Regions from separate parts of the Pan troglodytes genome. Here region 2 is linked to region 1. Evidence: chromatin contacts called from public Hi-C data. All regions are on one chromosome and are shown on one strand. Each heading gives the region's core, a stretch centred on a gene start, on an enhancer-like site or on the middle of the called end of the contact. The rest is flanking DNA. Distances are from core to core; before and after follow the strand shown.

Region 1 (4,593 bases), core at 1,381-3,880:
TGGCCATGCAGATGAAACAGGGTTAATATTTTAAATTTATAAATCTTACAACTCAATGAGAAAAAAATTATCACTCTAATAAGAAAAGGGGCAAATTCACAAAAAGAGAAACAAAAATGAGACTATCCCCATGAAAAGACGTTCAAACTGTAAAAATCAAAGAAATGCAAATTAAAGCAATTGTGATGTCTCATTTCATCTATCAGAATGGCAGAGACTTAAAAGTACTAACCATGCCAATGTTGGTTGAAGGCACTGGTGGGAAGTGGTATAACTTTTCAAGAGGACAGTCGCAAAACAAATTAAAATTTCAGTGAGCACGGACAGCCACTGATCCTAAATTTCCAACTTGTAGGAATTTATCCTTGGGAGATCCTGTAAAAGAGTTAACTTCCCCACCAGACTGACTACTGGGAAGAGGCAATAAACCCCAGGAAAGCAGGACTCCAGCCTACTAGATTCAGCAGTGCACACCTGGCATTTATGCCTGGCAGAAGACACTCGATAAATATGTATCGAATAAATTAACTGAAGGAAGCAACAATGTATTTAGGAGGATTTTGCTGGGACGTTGTTTAAAATCACAAAAACTTGGAAATTGCTGAAATAAGAGGCCAGAGGCATATTATTACATTCTGTGGGGCACAGTGGGGCCATGTTCCCTTTGTTCCCTTTCATTTGCATTTTCCAGTAGTTTTAAGTGAGGCTTTCCCTTTTCTGAATCATTTTCACATTCTCAGAGACTGTACGTGTGAAACAATTTGCAAACATTTCATAAAGTAAGAGTTTAGGGGAAAATGAATATGTTGGCAAAGCGCTTCACAAAATTAAAGCATTCTGTGATCTTTTCAATCAGGAGGGACAAAACGATCCCCTTCTGAAAAGCCTGGTGCTCTGAGCAAACAGGAGAATTGCTAAGTACAACAAACATTATATCCTGTGTTATGAGGTCTATTGTCTGGCCGTGGGAAGTCTTTTGGTTTATAGGTTTTGAATATCAAACTTTCTCTACAAACTCTTACGTAGGTTCCAAGATTCAAGAGTTCAAAATACTCTTGAATTAAGAATTTGTGGGGGAAGGCAGGTGCGGTGGCTCACACCTATAATCTTAACATTTTGGGAGGTCGAGGCTGGGGATTGCTTGAGCCTAGAAGTTCGAGACCAGCCTGACAACATAGGGAGACCTATGACTCTACAAAAAAAAAAAAAAAATAGAAAAATTAGCCAGGCATGGTGGCACGTGCCTATAGTCCCAGCTACTCAGGAGGCTAAGGTAGGAGGTTCACTTGAGCCCTGGAGGTTGAAGCTACAGTAAGCCATGATCATGCCACTAAATGTGGTTACAAGTTATTTTTATTTTTCATATCTGATAGAAAATCTGTGCCCAGCTGAGTTACCCCACATGACCAGAGCTACTAATGCTTCTCCTGCCCCAGGGATATTCGTGATGCTTATCTGATACAAGAGGAGATCACCTCTCTCAGTTCTTGAACTCATTTTATCTACGGCTGACTTTTTTTGTTGTGTTTTGTTTTCTTTTCTTTTTTTTTTTTTTTTTTTTTTTGAGACAGAGTGTCACTCTGTAGCCCAGGCTGGAATGCAGTGGCACGATCTTGGCTCACTGCTACCTCTGCCTCCCGGGTCCTGGTTCAAGCAATTCTCCCACCTCAGCCTCCCAAGTAGCTGGGATTATAGGCACATGCCATCATACCCAGCTATTTTTTGTATTTTCAGTAGAGATGGGGGTTTCACCATGTTGGCCAGGCTGGTCTTGAACTCCTGACCTCGTGATCCGCCCACCTTGGCCTCCCAAAGTGCTGGGATTACAGGCGTGAGCCACTGCGCCTGGCCTGTTTTGTTTTGTTTTTGAGACAGAGTCCTGCTCTGTTGCCCAGGCTGGAGTGCAGTGGCTCAATCTCGGCTCACTGCGACCTCTGCCTCCTGGGTTCAAGTGATTCTCCTGCCTTAGCCACCTGAGTAGCTGGGATTACAGGCTTGTGCCACCATGCCCGGCTAATTTTTTTTTTTTTAATAGACACGGGGTTGAGCATGTTGGCCACGCTGGTCTCGAACTCCTGACCTCAGGTGTTCTACCCACCTTGGCCTCCCAAAGTGCTGGGATTATAGGCATGAGCCACCGCGCCCAGCCTATAGCTGACTATTTTTATTCACAGTAGTTGTGTTCTATAAAGTGCCACAAACACTGAATTAACAAATCCTGAATCATTGCTCCTAGGGGAAATATGGGGTTAGGTTCCTGTGAGCCTCCACTCACAACACTTTCATCAACCAATCAAAACATAATTTTACTGATATATTATCACATCATAATTTTGTTGATATTTATTTTATCTGTGTTTCCATTTAAGAAGCTTTTTGAATATATATTGTTGTTCGTTCACAATGAACTGTGCCAGAATGACGCTTATCTAATACACATTTTATCCATAAGGCATACCACAGCCTTCCTGCACTTAGAAACACTAGATAGCACTTCAGCAGTGCTTGGGCTCTGTTTCAAACAGCAAAATGAACAAAAATGCAAAAAATGTGGTACTAAACAGACCACAAAAAGGACACTTGGAAAGCCGAAACAAGCGGGCAGAACATCACTTTGTTCACCCTCAGCTGGGAACGTGCACACTGAATGACTCATTTGTACGCGTCCATGAGTGACCACAAAAGCACCAGGAGTACTGATTTTTTTTTTTTTTTTCTTTTTTGAGACAGGGTCTTGCTCTTGTCACCCAGGCTGGAGCGCAGTGGCATGACCTCAGCTCATTGCAATCTCTGCCTCCCAGGTTCAAGTGATTCTCCCTGCCTTAGCCTCCTGAGTAGCTGGGATTACAGGCGCCCACCATCACGCCCAGCTAATTTTTTGTATTTTTAGTAGAGACAGGGTTTCACCATGTTGGCCAGGCTGGTCTAGAACTCCTGACCTCAGGTGACCCACCCGCCTCGGCCTCCCAAAGTGCTGGGAAGGCGTGAGCCACCATGCCCGGGCAGGAGTACTGATTTTGAGATTACAGGTAAATTTTAGCAAGAGGGTGAATTCGCAAATACAAAAACTACCAATGATGAGGACTGACTGCATTTAACAAACACCGAAATAGCACTTAACTGGATGCCAGACAGTGTTCTAAAGCTCTGAAAATATTCACTCATTTCAGCCTCACATTAATCATGTGAAGTAGGTACTATTATTATCCCCATTTTATCAACAGAGATTCTGAGGCACAGAGAAGTTTGGCCACTTGCTCATAACACACAGCTGGTAAATGATGGGGCTGGGAATTGAACCCACACAGTGAGTTTGGGAAAGCTTCAGAACATCTGGCTTCTTAGAGAACCTCTCAGGGGCCTAGGACATGAAGGACAGGACCAGTGGGGCACAAGGGAGAAAAAATTGTGACCAAGAAATAGAAGAGGAGGGCCGGGCGCAGTGGCTCATGCCTGTAATCCCAGCACTTTGAGAAACCGAGGCGGGTGGATCACTTGAGGTCAGGAGTTCAAGACCAGCCTGGCCAACATGGTGAAACCCTGTTACTAAAAATACAAAAATTAGCCAGGCGCAGTGGTGGGTTCCTGTACTCTCAGTTACTTGGGAGGCTGAGGCAGGAGAAATGCTTGAACCAGGGAGGTGGAGGTTGCAGTGAGCTGATATCGTGCCACTGCACTCCAGCCTGGTCGACAGAGTGAGCCTCTGTCTCAAAAAAAAAAAAGAAAAAGAAAAAGAAGAAAAAAAACACAAGAGGAGGAAGGAAAAGGGGACTTTTTTTTTTTTTTTTTTTTGAGATGGAGTCTTGCTCTGTTGCCCAGACTAGAGTGCAGTGGTGCGATCTTGGCTCACTGCAACCTCCGCCTCCTGGGTTCAAGCGATTCTCCTGCCTCAGCATCCCAAGTATGTGGGATTACAGGCCTCCACCACTGCGCCCGGCTAATTTTTTTTTTTTTTTTTTTTTTTTGTATTCTTAGTAGAGATGGGGTTTCACCATCTTGGCCAGGCTGGTCTCCAGCTCCTAGACCTCGTGATCCACCTGCCTCGGCCTTCCAAAGTGCTGGGATTACAGGAGTGAGCCACCGTGCCCGGCCAGGACTTTTTAACTGAATGAAAAGGCACTACTTGCAAAAACTCAAAGTTCAACTTCTATGTCATAATCAACAAAGTATGGTGTATCTTTGTAATAAAAAAATAAATCAACTAGATACTGAACGTCACCAACAGAGTGTAAGTGCCTTGAGGGGCAAGGGACTCTGTTTTCTCTTCTGCTCATAGCACATGGCACAGTGGTAATAAAAAATATTGATCACTTAACAGGAAAAAAAAAAGTCTCCTTTTTATCCCTCTCTCAAGCTGGCACCTATTAACTCTACAGATCAGTCAGAGAAAAGTAGCCTCATCAACATTTTCCTCCTCCAAAGTTTTTAAGAGATTTTATTGTTTTCCTCTCTTTAGTGAGTACACCAAGTACCATAGTCTCGTGGGTTTCGGTGGCTAAGTCTGCCAAAGTCTTATCCACGCCAAGAAATAACTTCTCTCGTTTTACTTTTTCAGAGGGGTGTGAAAGAAAACAATTGATTCTTCTCTCTACG
Region 2 (4,593 bases), core at 1,318-3,817, 270 kb after region 1:
CTGTAATAACGATAAGATGCTTAAAGCTTAAGGTCACTGATTATTTGAAAAAGAGGAAAAGGTGAGCATGCAAAATGGATCTCGTGTTTGATAAATATTAGGTTCCCGAGGTAACAATAACCATAAATGATAAGGCAGAAACTTTGTGATCCTGGCAACTAACTGGAACAGCTGTATGGAGATCATTTCCACGTTAGGAAATTATGTGGAAAATCTAGTGAGGTTGTCAACATTCCAATATTATTAATAAAGTAGGGCATGCATAAATCCTATGGACTTCTCTGGTGTCTATTTAACTCTCCAAAGTGGTCAATGAAGTATAGGGAGTGAAGGTTGGGCTAACTCATGTGTGTAACTAAACCTCTGTCTAGAGAGACCAACCAGTTAAATAGCTGATCTGGGCAATTCTATTTGCAGACACTTATGGACCCTTACCAATATTCTGTGGCCAAGTTGTTCTGGGCTCAGTCTGATAATAACCTCTGTGGAAAGAACTTTAGGATAATGAATGAATAATCAGAGGGGCTATGAAAGTTTCCAAATAAAAATTCATGTATGCAAATGCCCTTATTTTATTGTAAAATTCACTTTTATTTTTGTTGCTATTATAACATTAAAAAATCTTTTTTCAGACAGGGTCTTGCTCTGTTGCCCAGGCTGAAGTCTAGTGGGACAATCACAGCTCACTACAGCCTCAACTTCCTGGGCTCAACTGATTCTCCCACCTCAGCCTCCCAAGTAGCTGGGACTACAGGCATATGCCACCACACCCAGCTAATTTTTGTATTTTCTGTAGAGACGGGGTTTCACCATGTTGTCTAGGCTGCTCTCGAACCCCTTGGCTCAAGCAGTCTGCCTGCGTCAGCCTCCCAAAACGCTGAGATTACAGGTATGAGCCATTGGGCCCATACATTTGGTACATTTTAACCACCAAATGTACAGCAAATTAATTTAATGATTTGCCCTTTGCACAGAAAGTCATTAGGTATACATAGTTTCATCGTTTTTTTCCCTCCATAGTGCTAAACATAAAACTATTCTGTTCAGACTTTTGGTTTAGCTTTCTGAATTTATCTTCTACCCTCCACCATGCAAATTAAAGGTTCTGTTTTGATACTGGGAAAAAATGATCTAAGATTAAGAGGACATTGTGTATATGTCTCTGTGTGTGTGTGTGTGTGTGTATAAATTAATTTTATATGATCACTTGTCCAACCACAATCACGTTTTCAAACTAAAAAGTGTGTCAAAGTGGTTTTAGAAGAAATTAAATAGTCTGGCAAGATGAAGAATAAAAAAGTTCCAAGTGAATGATCCTTTGGAGTGGAAAAAGGTTAGCTGTGAATATGCTTTTGAAATATACTACAGAGGATTCTCATCCCAAGATTATGGTCGTTCATGCCTCTAGGTTTAAGTGTTGCTCAATCAGCAAGGTGCTCAATTCAGTGATTGCTGCGCATTTCCTTGTTGATCAAGAAAATGCAGAATCTCAGCGCAGACACATTTACCAGCACATTTACCATAAAAATGAATATAAGAAATAGGATTTTGATTTAAATTTTCCAGTTGCAGCAGATCGAGAAAAATATGTGCAGGAGAGGATTCCATTTGAAAAGCTCTGATTCAAATAAGTCAAAGAGAATGCATCTCTATGTACCTAATGTTGTCTTCGAATTAGATAGTAAGCTTTTCTCGCTCAGAGCCCTTGTCAATTTGATTAAACTCACAAACATGTGACTGACTCCGCCTCTGTTAAAAACACTCAAGCCAGAGAACGACTGAGAAGCGTGTGGCTTTGTCTTTGTGAGTGGGTCTTTTGGCCAAGCGATCATTACACTAGCTAAATGGGTGTACGGTTAAATTTAATACTCCACAACTGAATTCTCCAATCGCAGCTCACTGCAAAAAGTGATTTAGAATAATGCAAATTTGAGTCCAGAATCTAGAACACCCTTCCAGGCACGGAGGTTTTCCGTTTAAATGGCCCTCGGGAAATAACACTGATTTTCAACGTCGTTTTAAAAGGCAGCTTTTTTTGGAAGCTGCTATCTTTTGCATATTCTCTTTCCGAGATTAAAGAACCTTCAGGTGACAACACCTAGGGTAAAAGGACGGGACATCAGGCTGCAGACGTGCGTGTGCGTGTGTGCACGCGCGTGCAGTCTTGACTAGGTGTGGAAAAAAGGTCCGAAGAGATTCCAAAATCAAAAAAATTCCCTCGGTCTACTCCGGCCCGGAAGACCAACTCAGACCCCACCAGACAAACTGGAAAGTCTCCAAGCTCTCAGTCGCCCCAGTCGGCCGGGGAGTGAGTGGGGCCGACCGGCCTTGCGGCCCTGCCACCTTTCGGGGCGACTCGGTTTCTCCACTGACACCCCCGGCCGCGAGGTCTGGTCCATCCCGAGGTGGGAGCTAGGCAGGGACGCCACCTGGCAGCCCACTCTGGGCCCCTGGCCCGCGTTTCCCGCAGGCGCCGGCGGCGTCGGGCGCGGCTGCCGCGCTGCCATGGCAACGGCGGTCCGCCCCCCGCTTCCCGGCGCCGGCGCGCCAGCGGGGCGGGGCGGGGCGGGCGTTGCTAGGAAACCGGCGGCGGGCCGCCTCCGCGGCGCGGTCTCTCGGCTTCCACCCTTCACCTACTTCCCCTGCGGGGCCGGAGTGGGGGAGGGTCGGGGGAGGCCATCGGGAAGCCACGTGGTGGCCCGGGGCCTCGGGCATCATTCTGCGTTGCGCCGTCCCTTCCAGGTCGAGTTGACGGCCTTTTCCCCCTTGGCGTACAAGTATTGAGTCCCGCGCCCTGGGAGGGAGACGGCGCTCAGCAAATTTAGATGAATGCAACGCTTCAACGTGGGCTCTCGACCTCTGGTCCCGCATCCCCTGCCGGCTCTATTAGGACAATAAAGTCCCCAAACTCCACTGGAGGGCTCTTCACCCACTCTTCTTCCCCCTCCAAAGGAACCATCTCTTGAACTTCACGAAATCCAGGAGCAATGCTAAGCGTTTTGTATACATCACCTCATTTTCAATCCTGTGAGGTGGGAGCTGGGAACTTCATTTTAACAGGAATAAAATGTGGCCTACAGCTGCTTGGGGTGGAGCCAGGACTTGAAGTCCAGTTGCGCTTATTAATTTCAAGGTGTCTGCCTTTTTATAATGCTCAAGTTCGTCCTCTCAGCTGCCTCTTGGCTAGCCCAGCATCCCCCTTTGCTGTCCAAACACCCACACCAGCCAGGACACACTGTCTGGAACATGGTCTGACAAGGGGATTAAAAACTTGAAATCAAGGTTGTCCAAAAAATCTGGGGCATACGGTTTATGTTGATGTATCATTGATAATTTACAGATGTCCCAGTCTGTAATGTGCTACCAGAATAACCACTTATGATCATCAAATTCTTAGGAAATGAAAATCCAAACCAAAGACAATTGACTCATGGTAGGTACTCCATTCTGGGCTTTAACATTTTTTTTTTCTTGTAAACCATAGCTGTTCACTAAGTGTTTTTTTTTTGTTTTTGTTTTTCTTTATTTCCTTGTCACTGACTTGAAGCTCAAGAGTGTATTTTCTACTAGGGAACTGTCTTGGGTTGCCAAGGATTTGCGTGCAAGCAATTTATTAAGGAAGAGCTTCCAGGAGAAACTAGAAAGGGAAGCAGAATAGGAAAGAAGCAGCCAAGCAAGGGAGCAATTTAAGGTGAAGTTCCAGCCCCAGCAAGATCCCCAACTAGTTCTGGAGCATAAATTAGAATTTATCCCAACTTGAGGCAAGGGAGCTGGGGTTTTCATAACCCTGCACCAATTAGTCACTGGCTATAGTCTTTCCTGGAAAGGGTCGGGGGACAAAAATACCTAGCACTTCTGGTTCTGAGGTGAGTCTGGGTGAGTCTAGGCACTTAATTTAGACGCGTTAAGTGAGTCTAGGTGCTTAATACCTCTTTTGCAGTGAAGTGGCTCCTGTAGATTAAGGGAAGGAAGTTCTCTGAAGGAAGTTAGGGGTATGAACCTTTAGGAGTAAACCACTTAGAAGCTGGGGCTAGGGGCAATGAACTGGAAAGGGGGATATGAAGGGATCTGGGCAGAGCACCAACAACACCCATGACAGTCCACCCCTTGCACCACTTAGATCCACATGTGCATTAGTTCGTTCTCAGGCTGCTATAAAGAAATACCTGAGGCTGCAAAATTTATAAAGAAAAGAGGTTTAATTGGCTCATGGTTCTGCAGGCTGTACAGGAAGTATGGTGGCCTCTGCTTAGCTTCTGGGGAGATCTCAAGAAACCTTCAATCATGGTGGGAAGTGAAAGAGAAGCAGGTACATCCTACATGGCCAGGGCAGGACCAAGGAAGAGAAGGGGAGATGCTACACACTTTTAAGCAACCAGATCTTGCCATAACTCACTCATGAGAACAGCACCAAAGGGGAAATCTATTCCCATAATCCAGTTACCTCCCACCAGGCCCCCACCTCCAACACTGGGGATTACAAATCCACATGGGATTTGGGTGTGGACACAAATCCAAACGATATCAACATGCTTCTCACATCAGTTTCACTTCATCATGTCACAGCTTATTCAAAAAAGACAGACCATAGAT

Evidence for each region. A called contact is a pair of places that touch in the nucleus more often than the background predicts.
Region 2: a contact with region 1 is called in a Hi-C map of stem cell-derived neural progenitor cells, with 4 times the contacts expected there. The contact joins two enhancer-like sites. A contact is called at or near these places in 1 of 7 Hi-C or Micro-C datasets (stem cell-derived neural progenitor cells) and 1 of 1 datasets of contacts at active chromatin or transcription factors (stem cell-derived excitatory neurons).

What each region holds. Positions count from the first base shown.
Region 1 is chr15:87,431,016-87,435,608 of NHGRI_mPanTro3-v2.0_pri, forward strand. All of the region lies in intron 2 of FOXN3 (forkhead box N3), which reads right to left. Among named protein-coding and RNA genes, the nearest start is that of FOXN3, 190 kb to the right of the region's middle. Within about 2 kb of position 2,631, at least 3 of the 24 cell types and tissues checked have an H3K27ac peak or open chromatin away from gene starts, as enhancers often do. A contact at or near this core is called in stem cell-derived neural progenitor cells, where this site is marked.
Region 2 is chr15:87,705,059-87,709,651 of NHGRI_mPanTro3-v2.0_pri, forward strand. No RefSeq gene overlaps it. Among named protein-coding and RNA genes, the nearest start is that of FOXN3, 82 kb to the left of the region's middle. Within about 2 kb of position 2,568, at least 15 of the 24 cell types and tissues checked have an H3K27ac peak or open chromatin away from gene starts, as enhancers often do. A contact at or near this core is called in stem cell-derived neural progenitor cells, where this site is marked.